2 separate regions of the Sus scrofa genome follow, and region 2 is linked to region 1. A link is a contact called in public HiChIP or PLAC-seq data. All regions are on one chromosome and are shown on one strand. Each heading gives the region's core, a stretch centred on a gene start, on an enhancer-like site or on the middle of the called end of the contact. The rest is flanking DNA. Distances are from core to core; before and after follow the strand shown. Region 1 holds the start of CLEC14A (C-type lectin domain family 14 member A). Region 2 holds the start of SSTR1 (somatostatin receptor 1).

Region 1 (7,247 bases), core at 1,628-4,127:
ATCCCACCCCATGTATGGTCACTGCACACACTTTCATTAAAAGGCAAGGAAACGGTTTGGAATTCAAAGTTTTCCATGGATTAAACAGTGCAGAAGAACTTAGCAACTTTGGAGGAATTTCAGCTTACTTTTGCTTTAATGTACCCAGAAGATTTCTAATCAATACTTAGCATCAACATTTTAATTGAAAATTAACATCACCATAATTGGAAGTGAGGATTGGCATCCTGATGTTTAAGAGAGGGCTATTTGGCTGGGGAGGTCATTACACAGGAGAGCACAAATATTGGAAGAGGAAAACACAAATCATTTGTTTCCTTGAGCAAGGACACACAGTAAACACTTGAAACTGGTGGTCAACTATAATTTCCTTCTAGAGCCAGCAACTCTGGCAACACTACAGTTTGGATTTATAGCAGAGCACACAAATAACAATGACTTTGAAAGTGAAGTATGAAAGAACCAAGGAAAAAATTCTTAAAATCTACTCCTCATTTCAAAGACCTCCCCCGTCAATCTAAAAGCAGGAGGCACCCAGGCTGCTATTCCCAGCATGCCCTTCAGTGTTATTCCTGAACAAGTATCCTCCAGGAAACCAGTGATATTCGAGTCTGGGTTATCAACAATCCTTTATTTTTTTGCCTGGGGACTTCAAACCAACATATTTGTAGCCTGAACAATGTAGGCAGATTTCCTTTCCATTTTGGTAGAAAAATAAAATAAAAAAAATTTTTTCTATTTGCTTCCAGTGTCTTAAAAAGTTCAATCATTTCTTCAAATCTCCCAGAATAAACACAAGAAAATACCTGTCCCTGGCTCCTGAATACTACCCTAAGGCACTTCCACTTCCTCCATCTTCAGGGAAGGAGTGTCCAGTCCAGATTTGGCTCCTCAGTGGAGGAGAGGGAATTTAGGGGAAGGGGAATTTCTGTAGGAATTATCAGTTCCACAAATAAGTTCTTCTCCTTTTCCCTTTTCATTGGAAGTGAAAAACTCTGCTCACAAGTGTTTGCTGTTTTCAGTTTCCCTATGTGTCACCAGAGCCAAGAGAAGACCCTGGCCGCGAAGCTCCCTCTACTCTGTTCCACAGACCACAGTCCTCCACCTTCACCCCGTTCTCTGTGCAATGTGCGGAAGTAGAGCTCGGAGCAGTGGCCTCAGCATCACTATCCGTGCCCTGTGGGGCCAAAGGCCCCTTTCTTGGCTGAGGAGAAGGGCTCTTGTGGAAACAGAGTTTGAAGAGCCCCAGCACCGTCACGGTCAGTATCACCAACACTACCACCGCTATGCTCACCAGTATGAAGACCACGGTGGAGGAAGCATCGAAAGCCTGGGGATTGTCAGAGTAAGATGTGGAATTAAACTTGGGAATCACAGTTCCCGAGGAGGTGTTGTCGGCCTTTGACTCTGTTAGAGGAGACATGTGAAGGGTAGATGTCGTGCTCTGGGCTCCCCATCGAGGAATCTCCTCGGGAATAGATGTTGCTGAGCTGCCTTGTTCAGGGGCATGGGGTAGCTCTCCTGGCTTCTCCTGGACACTGGGTGACCACGTTCTCTTAGGTACAGCGCTGGCTGCAGTGGCTTGCGGGTGCCAGGTGGGCACCCTCGTCCCCCCAGGGCCTGGCTGTCCTTCCCCTTTGGTTACACAAGAACGTCCATCCTTCCCCAGCATGAAGCCTGCAGCACACTCGCAAGCAAAGCCTCCCAAGTCGTCTAGGCAGTCAGGGAGCTCCGAGCATTTGCCAGCTCGGAGGTACCTCCCAGGACAGGGACAGAGCACGGCCCCTGAGGGTATCCCGTCCCAGCGTGCGCCGACCCCATCCACCCTGCAGGTGGCTGTGATGGAGAGCTGTCCGGGGCAGAGCGCACTCACCTCGGTCCCAGGGGGACTGAAGTCCAGTGCTGCGCTGTACAGCTGGAAGGGCGCGCGGTAGCTCAAGTTAGAAGCGGCCCCAGGGCGCGGAGCGGGACACAAGCCCTCAAACTGATACTTGCACAGGTAGCCGTTGGCACGTCCGTGGCATCGCATCTCCTTCCAGCCTGCGGGCTCAATTCCCCCAGTGGCCTGGAGTCCTGCGCAACTCCGAGCGGTGCAAGAACGTTGGGGCTCCTCGACCCATTGCAGCGTGTCACTTTCCGACTCGCCGACGTCGTCGGGGGACAACCAGGAAAAACCCCGCAATGGCTCATTCTCCAGGGTGCAGTGGGATCGTCTGCGCTCCAACGCCACCCAGAAAAGAAGGTCTTTGGAGCCCCCTCCAGGTCCAGGGCCCGCTCGCAGGAGCGTGAGAACCGCACGGAGCTCGGCGCCCCCGCGCACCGTGCTGAGTACCCCGCCCCGTAGGTTGCAGGCCTCCTCGGCCATCTGGCGCTTGAAGGTAGCATGGTGCAGGCTGTAGCAGGCTCCCGAAGCCAAGCAGACCGCGCGATCGGCAGTGGGGTGCTCACCACCGCCGGGCCGGGGCCAGAACGCCTGCCAGAAGAGGCACAGGGCGAGGGTTGGCCTCATCTTGGAGGCCCAGCTCCTACAGCTGCTCCCAGCTTGGATCTGTCCCGCCCGAGGGCTTGGAGCTGTCCCTAGAGCTTGGTCACCGCCCCCCACAGCTGGCTTTCCCCCGCACCCCGCCTCATCCTACTCCCTCCCGGCCCCTCAACCGCCAAGAATCCCCGCCAGGGTCCTGGCGGCAAACGGCTTCCCTTGGGCCGGGACAGGAAATGTGTCCTGAGTTCTGCCAGGCCCCGTGCAGCCCTAATTTATTCTGGGGTCAGGAACACAGCTGGCGCCAGGGCACGGGGAACGAAGTCCTCCACCAGAAGGTCAAACACCCTGCGTAGAGCAGGAGAAAAAGAAACTTTCGCCACTGGGAAGAAGTGTATCCCTCCCCCCAGAGAGTTTCAGAACCTCGGATCTCTGAATACTTTAGCCTAATAGCGAACACTGGCAGGAAGGGCTGGAGAAGAGGAACTTGCTGACCGCCCACGCCCGCCCATTGTGTTTGGTCCAAAGCCATGGAGTTGGCCGCACAATTTGTAGACGGGTCCAGCCTTTGTCCTGTACTGTGGAGGAAATAAATGTTGTGAGACTTATAAACATCTCTCCTCACTACCAGAGGCAGCGCTATGTAGCTGCCAGAGTCTTCCCAGCTCTGCTTCTCTGTGCTGTCGAGGGAGATTCAGGCGTACTAATTGCTAGTCAAAAGAATTTAGGAGTTCCTTTTGGGTATATAAAGGGGAAAGCCTGCTTCTTTGCCAACGCTTGCCTTATATTTCTTTCTCTTTGAAATGGCCCTATTGGTTCATTCAGGAAAGGAAATGTATTTCTAGGCCTAAATGAAAAATAATGGCCATAGACCTTAAATTATGTTGTTTGGTTTCCTGACTGCTATATTGGCTGAGAATTTCTTCAAGCTTATAGGTTATATATAAATGATACTGTGACCTGTTTGAGAATAACTACCCAATGTGTAGATTTTATCCTTGAACTATTTTAATATTTTCTCCTATGCTTATGTGCCAATATTTGTAGCAGTAAGTTGTAAAAGTCCCCTCTAAGGGAAATGAGAGCTAAAAATCCTTAAGAAATTAAAATATTATAATTTGTATTGCATACTGTAAGAAAAATGCTCTGCTGCTTAAAAATAAGTGAGCCATTTTCTTCAGTGTTCCAATGAGTGTTTTTAGTATAAACACTTCAATGCAACTGAAAGTAGCAAGGAATTAAAATCAAGTAAAGGAAGGAACGTCAAACCACACTATCTGTGAAAGGTTTTCTTGCAATTTAGACACTGTGCATTATTTTAGAAAATCTATTATCTCTCTCGGTTCACAGTGACCAGATAAGTTGCAATCAGAAATACATAAGGAGTTTCAACTAAACCCTCTTCACTATCCATGCTGCTTGAAAGTTGCCACTCTGTGGGTAATGCCCACCATGCTGCTTTTAAACTCACTTGTTCCGGATTGGATTGTTCTGGGTAGTGAGGAGGGGTAGGAAGGAAGTTTTCAGGATCACATCTGTGTGCTCCTACCCCATTTTAACCACTGCTTTCTCTCTCCTCTTGCAAATTCTACATATCTTAACAAATGATAGTAAACACCAAGGATAATCATCATGCTTACTTTGCTTTTGCTGACTGTGGAGTTTTGCAGCAGGTGTTCTCTCCTACCCCTGCTGTTTCCCAATTTGAAGGACAGGAGTTCCCGTCGTGGCGCAGAGGTTAACGAATCCGACTAGGAACCATGAGGTTGCGGGTTCGGTCCCTGCCCTTGCTCAGTGGGTTAACGATCCGGCGTTGCCGTGAGCTGTGGTGTAGGTTGCAGACGCGGCTCGGATCCAGCGTTGCTGTGGCTCTGGCGTAGGCTGGTGGCTACAGCTCCGATTAGACCCCTAGCCTGGGAACCTCCATATGCCGCGGGAGCGGCCCAAAGAAATAGCAAAAAGACCAATTTGAAGGACATTCATTAGTCCTTCATTTCAGATGCCTGAGAATCATCTTAAACATGACTTTGCATTTAAATTAATGCCTTATGAAAAAGGAACATGAAAGTCTAGAAATCTAATTGAGTGGATTTTAAAAAAGACCTAATTACTTGGGCCAACGCTATATACCTTTGCTATCCAATGACTGTGTGTTGGTAAATGTTTATGTAGTAATGTGTATTTTCATAAAATAAAACTTCTACAAATCTAAGTAGTCAAGGAAAATCTCTTAGATGTTTTAAACATCTCTTGAGATGAGGTGAGGTTTTCAGGGTAAGAAAGAATGATTGAAAAGCTTACAGTGAATATATATATCATCTCACCCCCTGGCATCCTGCCTAGGGAGGTGGGATATTAGAAGAAAACATAGTGGCCATAATGACTGCATATCACAGTCCTGGCCATGTCTGAAGAGATGTGAGAGGAGTTAGAAAAAAAAGTTAGCTTCAACTAAGACCTATATCATTTTGTTATTAATTACTTTGTATTGATCTGTTTATATCTAACACATTTTGAAATATAGTAGTATACTTGAGAAAACTAGAAATGAAGGAATGTTTTCATTTTTATTATTTATTTATTTTTATTAACAGCTCACTTGATGGAACATTTATTCTGGCAGCTGTGGGTTTAGTGCTCATGGCTGCCCCTGTAGGTTAGTCTTACTTATGTGCCCATTTTTCAGATAAGAAAACTGAAATCTAGTAATCATGTATATAGTTAGAATGGGGTCAAATGAGCAAGAATGAACCCAGGGGTTCTGAACCTAGTGCCTGTGTTCCTTTTTTTTTCTTCTTTTTTAATGGAGTTAAAATTCACATAATGTAAAACTAACCATTTTAAAGTGTACAATTAAGTGACTTTTAGTACATTCTTAATGTCAGGCAACCATCATCTCTATTAGTTCTAAAACATTTCTATCATTTCAAAAGGAAACCTTATTCCCAGAATGTAATTTTGTGTGTGTGTGTGTGTCTTTTTGTCTTTTTTAGGGCCACACCTGCGGCATATGGAAGTTACCAGGCTAGGGCTCTAATCTAAGCTGTAGCCACTGGCCTAGGCCAGAGGAACAGCAATGCAGGATCTGAGCCATGTCTATAGCTCATGGCAATGCTGGATCCTTAACCCACTGAGCGAAGCCAGGGATTGAACCTGCAACCTCATGGTTCCCAGTTGGATTCATTAACTACTGAGCCATGATGGGAACTCCCTAGAATGTAATTTTAAATAATGTTATTTAAGATCATTATAGGATATTATTTTACCTTAATTAGATTCCAAATATTTAAAATTCTGACAGTAACAAGTGTAGATCCACAGCCTCTTTTATATGTTACATTATGAGAGAAACAACTTTGCAAAAGCTTGCCATATTTTCCTAAAATTGAACATTTACATAATCTTGACTAGTACGTCAGTACCTAGGTATATACTCAGAAAAACTCTTGCATATGTATAAGACAAGATAAATTAAAAGATGTCAATATCAGCACCGTTGAAAAAAACAGAATGAGTCCAAATGTCCCGCAAGAGATGGTAGATAAATAACCAGTGGTACATGCACTCAGTGAATATTATATAGCAATCAAAATGAAGGAAATATAGCCACAAGGAACAATATGAATTAATCTTATCAATACCATGTTAAGTGACAAAAATTCCAAAAGACTACACAGAATCTGATATTCTTTTTGTAAAATTAAAAAACCGTTAAATATATATTTGTACATTTTTAGGGAAAATAGTTAATACAATGAGATAGAAGGAACCATGAACATAAGATTGTTGGTGATGGATCCTTTGGGTGGGAGAGAGAAGAAGGATGAATTGGTAGAGAAATGGTATTTGATGTGGGCTGCTGTTAGATTCCTAGCTTTTGTTTTGGATAGGGGTTTTGTAGGTGGTTATTCCATTATTAAAAATAAATAAATAATTAACAAAATTAAAAGTGGCTTTATCTGGACAATGAGAGAATGACATGAACCAAAATTTATAATTAATCTGACTCTGAGCAGCTGAGTTCCAAAATGTAAAATATAAGTCAAGATGCTAAGTATATTTTCAAGAAATGTTGTCAGTATATTTCCCTTTGATCCTTACAGTTTTTCCAGGTCAACATTTCTAAATTTAAGCCAATTATTAATCTGAAAAAGTATAATAAAGGAAATATTTCCAGACGCTTCTAGACTTTTCAGACAATCTGTGTATTATTGTCAAGAATCACATATAGTATTTATTTGCTCACTGATTTATACAAAGCCATCAAAGAACTAGAGAGGGTATAGAAGGAAAATAAGTTTACTCCAACATTTTCATTTAATTATTAACTTTAAATTATCGAAACAAAGATGGAGAAAGTTCACTAATCACATCCCAAGTCATCTCATAAATATATAAAGTTGTTGGTCTTCACTGAACAAATTCCATTATTGTTTAAAGAAAACAACATCTGGGTCTTAGCATATTTCTGAGTTCACCAAAAATATATAAAAATACTTCAGAGGAAATTGAAAAGAAGACAACATTCCATTAGGAGAACATGGCATTCAGAAGCTAATCTAAGTTAGAGACTAAGAATTGTGATGATTCTTTGCCTTTTAGAACAGTATTGGACCTTAACAAAATGATCAATAGTCAATATCTTTATATTTTTAACTAAGTAAATTTTAAATTCGAAATCTCATGTGTCCATGAAGCGCTTAATGAATGATAAAATCTGGTCATTTTATTTTTTTTGAAAACAACTTCTAATCGTCATTATGTAATG
Region 2 (7,247 bases), core at 2,051-4,550, 68 kb before region 1:
CTTCCAAAAGAAAGCATAAACCCATGAAGCACTCATTTCCCATTCCCTCTCCCCCTCAACCCCTGCCACCTCTAAGCTGCTTTGTCTCTATGGATTTGCCTATTCTGGATGTTCCATATAAATGGAATCGCACAGTGATGACCTTTATGCCTGGCTTCTTTCACTCTGCATAATGTTTTCAAGGTTCATCTATATTATAACTGTTTTGATGCTTCATTCCTATACTTCATTCCTTTTCGTGGATGGATGGTAAGAAGATGTATCACATTTTGTTTATCCATTCTCGATGGATGGATATTTGGATTGTTCATCTTTTTGGCTATTATGAATAGTCCTACTCTGAACATTCATGTGCAAGTTTTTCTTCAAGTACCTATGTTAAGTTTGGGTCATATGGCAATTCTTTGTTTAACTTTTTGAGGAGTCAACAAACATTCTAAAGCCACTGCATCATTTTTTTTATGCCCACTGATAACATATAAGGGTTCTAATTTCTCCATATGCTCAACGACATTTGTGATTTTTCTTTTCCTTTAAAAAAATTATTATTGGCACCCTAGTGGGAATAAAGTGGTATCTCATCATCAGCCTCTTTTCATGAGTTAAAAAATCATCATAGAAAATACTTAAGAAACAAACAAACAAAAAAGCATGCTCAGGTCAGGTATTCAGTTTTCTTCTTTTGTATTTGAGGCTACCAATGAATTGAGAGATGTTCCTTAGATCAGCTGCAAAGTGAACATATGAGATCCCAAATAACAGAGTCGTGCTTTACAGCTCCCATCACCCACTCCCCCTGGAGAAACCATGATCAACGTCAAGGCGTCTAGATGATGACTGTTGAAATGTCAGCCCCCTGAGGAATAGCCAGGTGTCTTTAGTCAGTGATTGGCAAAGAAGCATTTAAATCATTATGAAACTTGGCTTGTTAAAAGCTCTTCTGGGGAAAAAAAAGACTTTTTAAAAAACGTGATGAACATTTTTTTTCTCCATATGTGCTATATTTTTTAAGGAAAATGAAATACAACTAACCACAAATTCCACATCCTTCTTAAGATAAATCTGTTGAGATAAAGGCATGGGTTAAGCAGCCTGGGTCTTAAGAAATTTCACATTTCTTCCTAGCACATTTCTCATTAATAATTCAGTGTCCATTGCACACATCCCTGTGAGAGTCTGTCATCATTTCTTTTATCTCTGATTGCTATAATCAACACACTACAAAAGTTATTCTTTTCCTTTCAGGAGCACTTAGTTTTAAGAACTAAAACACATACATACAAATGACATCCAGATAAAGCAAGGTGACAAAAGGATTTGTACTTTTTTTTTTCTTTTCAAATTTCTGCATACATTTCTGCATTCTGCACTGTCTGGTACAAATACCTTCCATGTGGAGTTTAGTTGCTGTTTAAGTTGGCCTCACCTTAGTGTAAACTGTTCTGTTGGGAAGAGGAGGTAAGCTGAGACTCACAGCACAGTGGGAGCCACCTGGTTGAGAGGTGGAACTAACAAAACTAGACACAACGCTAAGGCTTGAAGAGGCGGGGAAGCACTAGGCTGCTGCAGGTCGTCTTCTGTGAACCAGCACGGTTCAGAGTAAGACTTGAAGGGGTCTTGGAAAGAATGGGGGAGCTTGATCAGTTGGACTGGAACAACTGGAAAGCCAAAGGGAGCCCAGACTAGGATGGTGAAAGATCCTAGAAGTCGTCAAAAATCATGATAATTGACTTGAAAAAAACAAAACAAAACAAAACACAGTAACTGTTCAGTTCTTAAGTGGTTAGGGAGACTGGGGCGAGCCGACATTGGTTTCTGCGTCTTCAAGGTTTAGACACAAATCCTGGGACCTCAGAAAAGGCTGAAATCTCAAGTATTTCACAGAAAGACTTGAAGGTCGTCCTGCTGTTCCTGGAGTTTGTGGCAGGTCTGGTCACCTGCAAGGTTGGCCCCGACTGGCATCCCAGCTCACCCCGGGCCTCTCCTCCTCCCGGGCCAGCCAACTCTCTGGGGTACAAAGTACAGCGGAGGAGCTGGCGGAGGCTTTCGAGCGGCTCAGGCTTTATCTATCCCCAGCGAACACCTAGATTGATTTCCAAAACGGCGCCTGGCACGTTTCGGGAGGGTGGGGGGAACAACCTCCGGCTCCTTTCATGCTCCCAGCCGCGCATTTTCCTTTCTGCAGTCGATATTCCTCTGGGAGACGCTGGAGGCTCTGGGCACTACAAGCTTTATTAAGAGATTCGCAATGGTTTTCTCAGGCCCCTGAACACTCCCGCCTGCGAAGAGCTGCCTGCGGGATTGTAACATAGAAACTCCTATCCCACGTTGCTGTCCTTCCTCCTCCTGATGCTGGCGGCTTAGGGTCAGTTTCCGAGACTCTTAAGAGTATCCGATTGTGCGCCTGTGCTGGGGTCCCGCCCAAGAAAAGGAGTGGGACCGTGCGGAGAACGTCACCGCGCTGCTAGACCCGCACCGGCACTTTGCACGGGCCATCTACGCGTCGGTCCGGAGGTAGCGCGCCCTGGGTAAGGACTAGAAGCTTCCGGGGCAAATCTGAGGGGCAGGGCAGGCGGGGCGGGAGGTGGGAGTTTAGGGCTTTGGACGATTGCACCAGAGTAAAGTTGGGGTCCCTCAGAGGGGGTCATCAACTGAGGAAAACTGAGATGAATTCCAGACATCTATGTTGGGGTCTGCTTCAGTCTTTGCTTTGGATAGGAGCCGGGCGGGATGGAACAGAATCTACACCTTTCGTTCCCACCCACCCTCCAGAAAATCGGAGAAACTCCCCAGGTTCCCCTAAAGGATGGGTGAAGGGGTACTGCAGGGGAACCCCGGAAGCAGCTGCTCTAGTCGATCGGAGCTTAAAACTGGGAAAGAAAAAAATTGGTCGAGGGGTGATAAGCCACCTATATCGCCTTCTTCCCTCTTTTTCTCCGCCCCCCCCCCCCCCCGTAGCTGCTGACGCGCTGGCCGTGCCTATTAATCATTGACCAGCTCGCAGCCGCGGCAGTTAATGGCTGTGTCGCGCGGGGCTCTAGTCTCCCGGCCTCCCCACTCCAGGCTCGCCTGTGCCCAGGCGCCCTGGAGCGGCAAGCGGATGCGCGCAGGCAGCCACTGGGCGATGCGCTCCGCAGGCGCTGGTGGAGCCGTGCTCCAAGCAGCCGCTGAGTGCTTCCCCCAGGCGCCTGGCGGCATTGAGCTGCCGGCGGACGGCCAGGGTGCCGAGTGAGGGCGCAAGCAGCGAGGGCGCAAGAACTCCCCAGCCCAGGCAGCCCCATCGGCCCCCATCAGCTGAGATGTTCCCCAATGGCACCGCCTCCTCTCCCTCCTCTCCTAGCCCCTGCCCGGGCAGCTGCGGCGAAGGCAGCGGCAGCAGGGGCCCTGGGGCCGGCACTGCAGACGGGATGGAGGAGCCAGGGCGAAATGCATCCCAGAACGGGACCTTGAGCGAGGGCCAGGGCAGCGCTATCCTCATCTCTTTCATCTACTCCGTGGTGTGCCTGGTGGGGCTGTGTGGGAACTCCATGGTCATCTACGTGATCCTGCGCTATGCCAAGATGAAGACAGCCACCAACATCTACATCCTCAACCTGGCCATCGCTGATGAGCTGCTCATGCTCAGCGTGCCCTTCTTGGTCACCTCCACATTGCTTCGCCACTGGCCCTTCGGTGCACTGCTCTGCCGCCTCGTGCTCAGCGTGGACGCAGTCAACATGTTCACCAGCATCTACTGTCTTACTGTGCTTAGCGTGGACCGCTATGTGGCTGTGGTGCACCCCATCAAGGCGGCACGCTACCGCCGGCCCACCGTGGCCAAGGTGGTGAATCTGGGCGTGTGGGTGCTATCCCTGCTGGTCATTCTGCCCATCGTGGTCTTCTCACGCACTGCAGCCAACAGTGACGGCACGGTGGCCTGCAACATGCTCATGCCCGAGCCTGCCCAGCGCTGGCTGGTGGGCTTCGTGTTGTACACTTTTCTCATGGGCTTCCTGCTGCCGGTCGGGGCCATCTGCCTGTGCTACGTGCTCATCATTGCCAAAATGCGCATGGTGGCCCTTAAGGCCGGCTGGCAGCAGCGCAAGCGCTCGGAGCGCAAGATCACCCTGATGGTGATGATGGTGGTAATGGTGTTTGTCATCTGCTGGATGCCTTTCTATGTGGTGCAGCTGGTCAACGTGTTCGCAGAGCAGGACGACGCCACAGTGAGCCAGCTGTCGGTCATCCTTGGCTATGCCAACAGCTGCGCCAACCCCATCCTTTATGGCTTCCTTTCAGACAACTTCAAGCGCTCGTTCCAGCGCATCCTTTGCCTCAGCTGGATGGACAACGCCGCCGAGGAGCCAGTCGACTACTATGCTACAGCCCTCAAGAGCCGCGCCTACAGCGTGGAGGACTTCCAGCCCGAGAACCTGGAGTCCGGCGGCGTCTTCCGTAATGGCACCTGCACGTCCCGGATCACTACTCTCTGAGCCCAGGCCAAGCAGGAGCCTTTCGCCAAGAGAAGAGGAGGAAGAGGAGGAAGGGAGGCGGGGAGCGAGAGGTGAAAGGATCAGGGTGCGATGGGATGAGTTGGGGTAGGAGCTTATGCGCTTCAGGTGGAGACCCGGGAAAGGTGCGCGACAAAGGCGGCGTTGGGCGCTTTGCTTATAAACTGGAAAAGCTAGAGGGCCCCTTTCTCCTCTTTCGCTTCTTCTTCCACTGCGCTTGCACTTCTGCACCCCTTTAGGCTCCACACTGCAGTTTCGGTCTTTCTTTCCGCCCCGTCCTGCCAGTAATGATCATGAACTTAATTAACGTCGCCAACTCAGCCTGACCCTCAGCCCCGCCAGCTGTTATTTGTGTTTAAGCTGAGGCACGGTTACCGCCGCGGGTTTCCTTCGGGCTGCGTCCCTAGCTCTCCCTCAGCCGCGCCCTGCCGCGCCCCGCCGCACCCCTCGCTCGCCAGACTCCGCTTGATGCTCCTAGCGGAGTCTGGAGAGCCACGGCTCTCCCTTTCCGCAGCCCTACTTTAAGGGAAGTCGGACTTGAGAAGGACCTAGGCAGCTGATCTTTTCTCCCACTCTCGGGGCGAAGGAAGGTGCGCGCTTCCTCGAGCCCCTCCTCCACTCCCGTTCCACCAGAGCGGAGCCAGGTGCTTAGTAAAATCGGTCCCGCGCTTCGAACCCCAGGCATTCTGCAGTCCTTATCCAACTTCCTCTTTGGAGCAAAAAGGAGCTGAGAACAAGCGACTAGGGTTTTTTTGTTTGTTTTTAAGATTCAGGGTTGGGGGAGGGGGTTGTAATGGAGGCCAACCTCCCGACCTTATTAAGGGCGCTTCGGGTTTCAAAGACCAAGCTCTGGGCACTCCCAGGGAACTGGTCTGGGTTGGGCCAGGCAGGCCAGGGCGCAGGGCGCATTTCCCCCAGGGGCCGCCCAGGAGCAGGGCTGCAGCTCCTCTAGGCTCTGTCCCTCAACCAGCTTCAGGAGGTGCAGATTTAAGAATAACAATAGACATCGGGCACGGACCTCGGCTGACGCCTTCCTAGCCTCTGCCCATCTGACCGCGTCACCGCCACCCGCAGGCTAGGAGTGTGGCCCGCCCTGCCTGAGGACTGCTGCCTTTCAAGCGGTGCCTAATACGTTATTTTCTTGCTTATCGTATTTATTTATTTATTTAATTGTGTTGTTTGAAAGATGTAGTTCAGCTTTCCTTTTCTCCACTTGCCTAGCCCAGGGCCTTTTCTTCAGGACACTGCAGGTGGGGTGGGCGTGGAGGCGGCAGTGGGGGAAAGCTCTCTCTCCAAGACCCCCTCAAAATCTCTTTTTGCTAGGCCCTCTTTTCTTACCCTTTCCTCTAGCCTTTTAGTTTTGCTTGTGTCCAGTAAAGTTTGGAGATTTTTTTGTTCATACTTTTCTTATGTAATTTATTGTTTGTCTTGTAATAAATAAATGATAGTGTGGGTGAGCCTCCTCCCAGGCAGAGTGGAAAGTCCGGAAGCCTAGCTTTTAATGTCATCCTATACTCACATAGTATATATATATATGTTTATTTTGCTCCCTTGTCATGAGTCCATGCAACAGTTGCCAAATACAGTCACTAACAGTGACAGGTGTGAGACTGGCTAGAACACGTTCAGATATGAGAGTTCAAGTAGCCCTCAAACTTGGAGCTTCGGAATCTGATCCAGACAGACTTTATCAGCACCAAGGATGGAGAATGGCCCTGCTTATGTCCCTGCTTCCTCTAGGTTTCAAGCATAGGTGATTATAACATACAATCTAGTTAACATCATCCCTTCTTTTGAAGACATTGAAAGTAAAATAATTTGTGTCTGTGTTTAATCTAACCAACTCCCTTGGAAACCTGAGTAGAGCAAGGACCAATAATTTTACTTCTTTGTATTTCCTGTATTGCTTTAATATGCTGGCTTGTACATAATAGGCACTAAATACATGTTTGTTGGCTGATTGTTTAAGTAAACCAGAGTGTATTACAATAATTGGGAGTTCTCAACATCTGGGGTTCTCAGGTTCCCTCAATGACATGATACACACTGGTTGAAATCACTTTGGAAACATGTTTTGTGTATTTTGCTTCAAGAACGTTGTGCTTTCCTAAAAGCAGTAACCAAGAGTTAAAATGTCCCCAAAGTTTTGTTTAATGGACAAATATGCTTTTGGTCATTAATATGAAGGTTTAGATCTGTCATTTAAAAATAATGCGTATTATTACTCCTTTGAAAATAGATTTTTAATGGTTAAGAACAGAGAGATTTACAAATCAAAATCTTGATCATTTTCCTCTTAAGAGGACACAAATCTAGTGCTCTTAACCTGTTACCATTGTAATATTAACTTAATAAACAAATGTATTATGTTGTTGCAAGTTGTCTGAATTTGCCACTTGAATTTTACTGTTTCCATAGATTACCTAAAAATATACACATATTGGCTTGGTTGCCCTATATTTCACTGAGGTTTTAAGAGGAAAGATTCCAGATTACCTTTGGAAATTTTACCAAGATTGAGATTGTAGTCTGAATTTTTTTTTAAAGAAAGTTTTTAGTTCAGAAAGAGAGAAAGAAAATGACAACAACAACCAAAAAACGAGTCAGTATGAGTAGGAAGCAGTGTACTCCATGTGCAGTTGTCACCAAACTAACCAGATGATATCACAATCACTCATAGATTAAAATAATCGCTCACAGATTAAATTACTGTCTGCTCTCATTTATGACCTCAGACTTTGTTGTGGGAACCAAGAA

What was found. HiChIP or PLAC-seq counts read pairs in DNA pulled down with a chosen protein or histone mark.
Region 2: a contact with region 1 is called in an H3K27ac HiChIP or PLAC-seq map of skeletal muscle, with 2.7 times the contacts expected there. The contact joins the promoter of SSTR1 here to the promoter of CLEC14A in region 1. A contact is called at or near these places in 2 of 47 Hi-C or Micro-C datasets (embryonic fibroblasts and fibroblasts) and 1 of 2 datasets of contacts at active chromatin or transcription factors (skeletal muscle).

What each region holds. Positions count from the first base shown.
Region 1 is chr7:61,821,318-61,828,564 of Sscrofa11.1, reverse strand. CLEC14A (C-type lectin domain family 14 member A) reads right to left here and starts at 2,877. Exons shown (of 1, transcript XM_005666193.3): 1 at 605-2,877. The coding sequence starts at 2,509. The coding sequence ends at 1,028.
Region 2 is chr7:61,890,181-61,897,427 of Sscrofa11.1, reverse strand. SSTR1 (somatostatin receptor 1) reads left to right here and starts at 3,300. Exons shown (of 1, transcript NM_001190231.1): 1 at 3,300-4,472. The coding sequence starts at 3,300. The coding sequence ends at 4,472.